Linked DNA regions of Sus scrofa: region 1 is linked to region 2. A link is a contact called in public Hi-C data. All regions are on one chromosome and are shown on one strand. Each heading gives the region's core, a stretch centred on a gene start, on an enhancer-like site or on the middle of the called end of the contact. The rest is flanking DNA. Distances are from core to core; before and after follow the strand shown. Region 1 holds the start of PRKACA (cAMP-dependent protein kinase catalytic subunit alpha). Region 2 holds the start of GIPC1 (PDZ domain-containing protein GIPC1).

Region 1 (2,700 bases), core at 129-2,628, 290 kb after region 2:
GACCAGCTGGCCCCTCCAAGCCAAGGAGAGCTGGCTCATCCAATCTCCTGCCCCTTGTGTCACCCCGTTTGGGCCTTCCTCTACATCAGTGGTTCTCAACTGGGGGCAGTTTTGCCCCCCAGGACACACTGAACAGTGTCTAGAGGTGGCTTTTGTTGTCACAGCTGGTGGAGGAGAGGAAGGTTCTACTGACATCCAGGTGGCAGACTGGGGATGCTGCTAAACACCCTACAGGACCACTCCTCACTCCCACGCCAGCATAGACTGGTCCGGCCCTGAATGTCAGAAATGTGGCAGTGGGAAACTGTCCTCAGTATATTAAAAGGGCACCCTAAGGAAGGGGCAATTTTGCTACTCTGCTCCAGGAGGGGCCGTTCCTTTTGCATTGCCTAGACAGAGGGAATCCCCATCTTGGCTGTGCCCCATTCCTCATCTGTAAAATGGGAGTGATGATCATAGTGCCTACGTGATAGGAGTGTGGTACGAAATAACGTATTTAATGAGCGCTAGCTCACCACTGCCATGAGCCCAAGTTGGGGACCCAGTAAAAAAGGATGGCTAGTGAGCGCCCCCTCCCAACATCCCCTTGCTCCTGCAGCCCAGCATCCTCCAGAAGCTCAGGCTGTGGCTGAGAGAGACCCAAGAGGACCGCAGCCTGGCCCCGGGGCCTGCAGCTATCCTGCGCCAGGCCTTATGAATGACGACGGCCGGCGGCCGGGCGACCTATGACCCGCGGCGCCTGCTGCTCTCCTCCCCCGCTGGCAGGTGGACAGCGGCTGCGCCGGGGTTGCGGGGTGGGGTGGGGGGGGCGCGGCGCCAACCTCGGCTGGCCGGCAGCCGCTGCCGCACTGAGCGGGGGCGGGGGACTGCGGCGAATACGGGGCTGGGCGAGCGCCCGCCTGGACCGCCGCCTGGGGCTCCGAGCGCTGCGCGGCCGCCCGCCAGCCTCGGCCGCCCCGCCCGGCGGGTCCAGGCAACAGGATGAGCCTCCGCGCCCCCCCACCCGGTGGGTCGAGGCTCAGCCTGCCGCCCCGCCCGTCAGGTCCGGGCGGCGGGCTGAGCCTCCGCCCCGCCCTCTCACCTCGGGATTGACACTGAACGTTCGGCCGAGGGTTTGCCGGACAGCCAGCCTTGGCCAATTGACTGCCTCGCTGGGCGGGCCCCAGAGCCTGTCGGGAGGCTGGACCAATCAGACGCGTCGGCCCGCCCGGCTGAGGCCTCAGAAGCGCGCGAGTGGCCGGGCGTTCTAGGGGCGTGTCAGGGGCCGGGATCCTATGGCAGCACGGGAGGTTTGCGGAGGACCAATGGACTGCGGCGTAGCGCCGTCAGTCAGGGAGGCCTAGACCAATGAGCGGCAGGCTGCGGGGGCGTCACGGACAGCAGCAGCAGCGGACTTGGGCTGAGGTTCCCGGGCGGGCGGGCGCGGAGAGACGCGGGAAGCAGGGGCTGGGCGGGGGTCGCGGCGCCGCAGCCAGCGCAGCCAACCCCAGGGGCCGCCGCCGCCGCCGCCGCCCAGCGCGCTCCGGGGCCGCGGGCCGCCTCCAGCACCCGCCGCGCCGCAGCTCCGGGACCGGCCCCGGCCGCCGCCGCCGCGATGGGCAACGCCGCCGCCGCCAAGAAGGGCAGCGAGCAGGAGAGCGGTGAGTGCCCGGGCCGTGACCCCGATCGCGGCCCCGCGCTGCCAGCCCCCTCCCTGTCCATCACCGCTTGGCCCCTCCCCTTATCCCCCCCATTTCTCTCTGTTTACCCTACAGCGAACCCTTCCCCCTGTCTGTCCAAGGTTGGGGCCCAAGGCCCGCAGAAGACCCCGTAGGAGCCCCCTTGCCAAAGACCGTCCCCCTGTGCAAAGACCGTGCTCCCCCCCAGCTGTCACTGCCAACCATGGCACGTATAACCGCTGAGGCCCCACATGGGGCCCTGTCACTACCCCACTCTCTTCTTTCCTGGTACCTCTGCACAGATTCTAAATCTCCCCCCACTTCTTCACTCACCTCTTCCACACTCACCTCTTCTGCCAGTCTGGGAGTGCTGTGGGGTCTGCCTCCACCCTGCAGGGACCTTGGCCACTTGGTGACCACACCCCTCCCCCCTCCAGCCCCCGCCATCTTTCTCCTGCCCTTCCCCTCTTCACCTTATCACAGCCCCCTCCAACCCCACTTTGCCTTCCTTGAGCATTTCTCAGGGCCACCTCCAGAATTGTTTTTCCCTTCTGTGTCACTTGACATGGGGGACAGGATCTTTCTGGGTCTCTCTGCCCCTCTCTCATCCTGATACTCTCTGTCACTCTGCTCCTCTGCTTGTGCTCCCTCCTCCAAGCAAGCGTCTGTCCCTGGCTGGGGTAGCAGACTGTTTATGAACCTAGAGAACTGCTTCAGTGCTTCCAAAGCCAAGTTTGAGCTGATCTTGCTGGAAAATTCATTGCGTCGTTTTTCCTGGGTTGGGGGGTGGAGGTGTCAGCAGAGAGCCCCTTCCCATCTCTGGAAGGCTCTAGGCTCCTCAGAGGGCCCCTCAATAAATGGTTGTTTCACAACTGAGGCTTCGTCATTCACCCAGTCCCCCAGGCTTCTTGACCCGCTCCGGGCTTGGGATGAAGAGTGTCTGGCTTTAACAAGCCTCCTTCAGCTTGAGCTGGAATGGTGAGAAAGAGGACTCAAGGGATGGCAATTGGGAGGAGTAGTGGGTGACATCTAATGCCTCTCT
Region 2 (2,700 bases), core at 183-2,682:
CCTTTTTGCCACTGAAATTAACAAGTAATCTGTGGGCTGGTCCTTTGAGACTGAATACCCACTTCTCCATCGACAAGCATTGCCTGAATCAATCATTCCTCTGTTTGTTGCAAAATGGTGATTTTTTTCAAACACAGCATTTGCTTTTTCATGTCTTAGTTGGCATTCCAGAATTATTTCCCCACCCCCACCCCCTAAAAGGGGCAGAGGTAGCACTCAAATCTGACCTCCTCACCCACTGAGCCTCCTAGCTTCTTGAGCTATAAAATCAAGTATGTTGTGGTCTCTGCACGTGGGTGGAAAAGTAATTTTCTAAATTTAAAGCAAGGTGTAGAAAAGACAAGTATATTGAAGCAAGAGACACTGTTAACACATCAGGTCGACTTCCTGATATTCAGGGAGAGCAGACCCTGGGGGCATGGTTGTGTCTGTTTTTATAGCCCAAAGACAAAGAAGCGGTCTTGCCATACACCTGAGGACCTAGTGATTGGTTGGAGAAGAATGAGGTCTTCTGATACACTTGCTGGTTGGTTGGGGAAAGACAGGGTCTTTGGATACACCTGCTGGTAGTTTGGGGCCATATGTTGCCCCTAAAGGGGTGGGGTAAGGAGTGGGCTACATACCTTTTCTAGTGGGGGGCAGGAAGGAGTAGGCCAGGTTGATCAAGGGGAAGAGGTGAGGAGTGGGCCACATACCTTTCCTAGTAGGGAGCAAGAAGTAGGCCAAGTTGCTGGGGTGGGGAGGTCCTTACGAACATTGTAACAGTTACAGTGAGACAGGTGGGATGATAAGGGTTTGGTAATTCTTATCTTGGCTGGAGGCTTTTTGAATTTTATTTCCTTGGAGAAACTTTGAAGTCCCACAAAGTAGGAAGGAGATGCCCCGTGTTGCTCTGTGCCCCTGCCCTCACCCCTCCCTGGGCACTTCTTCATCAACAGGTAGAATCATGTGGATTCCGCTCAGGACTCTGCTGTGCCCACAGCCCACATACTGTCCTCTCCAGGTGTTTAGGAAGCAGCTTAGATGCCAGGCATAAGCAGGGCAGTGGACACAGTCCCAGAGAGGGCACAGGCCTAGCCAGAGGCAACTGATCGCTCAGTGGGCGTGGCAGAGGTCAGCAGAACAGGAAGAGAAGGACATTAGCTGTCCCTGTTGCCTCTGCAGTCTCGGTATTTGCCAGCTGGGTGGGGCTGCCTGGGCAGACCTCAGCAGCTAAGTCCAGGGCTCAAGCTCCCTTTTTACTTTGTCCTTCTGCAGGCCCTAGCAGGGCTGGAACGCTCAGCATCTCATCCAGGGAACTGCAAAGAGCCAATCGTTCAATGAGGGTTGAGAAGTTAGGTCTCCAAGAACTACAATTCCCAGAACACACAGTGAACTACGGTCCAGCCCCAGCTGCCTGAGTGGCTGGCTTGTTCCTGGAACAAGGGAATCTCACCTGTCCTGGGAACTGAGCTTCCTGGCCTGGGCAAGTTGTGTTGGTATCTTTGTTTCTTGGACCTGCTCCTGCCTGAGAAATCCTGGTTACAAGCCAAACCTGGAGATGGTGAGATTACCCAGTTCTTTTACCTACACATATGTACGGAGACCCTGCTCTGTGCCAGTCTGGGGCTGGAGGTGGGGGTAGGGAGGCGGAGAACAGTCAGATGTAAGAAACTGAGGACAGAGGCTTGGGTTGGCTGGGTATCCCTTTGTAATCCAGCACATAGTATGTGCTCAATAAATATTCGCTGGTCAACCAACGAGCGAACAGGGCATCTTGCCCTTTCACCCTGCTTTGCTAGCTCCTACAGTACTGTACTCTCCTAAAGCGTGCTGTATCTTTCTGTCCGCCCTCTAAGTCTTTGCACGCGCTGTTCCTTCTACCAGGAGCACATTCTTTCAGCTTACTCATCAGTGTGTCTGTAGAGATAGGACAGAGACTGGCACGGACCAGGGGCACATTAAATATTTGATAAGTGGATGAATGAATGAATGCCCTTGTCCATTGTCCATCCAAGATGCAGGGACACTCGGGACCCTCCCTATTCATCTCAGTCTCCCGCCTGCCCGCTCGGAATGAATGCGTGTTTTTATCCACCCCGAGGATGGCCACGCAGGGGCAGGGGCAGGCCGGGCGGAGGACTGGATCTGAAGCTGCCCTTGGCTCCCTCCCGGATTTCCTAGCGGGTCCGTTTTCTGGACTTCGGCAGTTTTCATCCTCTCTGCGAAACTCAGTCTCGGTCTCCTGACTCCCAAGACTAGCCCCCAGCTTCTTACCAGCCACAGCACCCCACCCGGACACTCAGCGAACAGCACGTGGTCCAGGAGTCCCAGCTTTCCATTGGCCACTGGCCTCCTTCCTTCTCTGAGATTGGCCGGGGCCCAGCCGCAGCTCCCCCCTCCGCAGCCTTGCGGTGGTACAGCCCGCCGCGGCTTAGGAGGGGCGGGAAGATCCAATGCTCCGTGGCGCGGGGGAGGTGTCGTGAAGAGCCGGGCGAGGCTCAGGGATCCCTCTGGAATGTTTCCTTCGGTTCCACCCGGAGCGGGGGGCGTGGAGCCGATTGGCCGCGAACGCCGAGCGGCCGCTCCTGATTGGCCGGACGCGGGCACAGGCCCCGCCCCCTGGCTGTGCTGCTGGAGAGGCCCGGGCCAGAGTTTGCCGAGGGCCAAGCAGGGCGCGCGCTGGGAGGCGGCAATGCAGGTGAGTGTCCCCTGCGGGCG

The links. A called contact is a pair of places that touch in the nucleus more often than the background predicts.
Region 1: a Hi-C map of liver shows a contact between it and region 2, with 6 times the contacts expected there. The contact joins the promoter of PRKACA here to the promoter of GIPC1 in region 2. A contact is called at or near these places in 1 of 5 promoter capture datasets (liver), 5 of 47 Hi-C or Micro-C datasets (blood, embryonic fibroblasts, heart right ventricle and 2 more) and 1 of 2 datasets of contacts at active chromatin or transcription factors (alveolar macrophages).

The regions. Positions count from the first base shown.
Region 1 is chr2:65,073,498-65,076,197 of Sscrofa11.1, forward strand. PRKACA (cAMP-dependent protein kinase catalytic subunit alpha) reads left to right here and starts at 1,379. Exons shown (of 10, transcript XM_003123353.4): 1 at 1,379-1,640. The coding sequence starts at 1,595.
Region 2 is chr2:64,779,015-64,781,714 of Sscrofa11.1, forward strand. It overlaps GIPC1 (PDZ domain-containing protein GIPC1), which reads left to right and starts at 1,433. Exons shown (of 9, transcript XM_021083696.1): 1 at 1,433-1,543.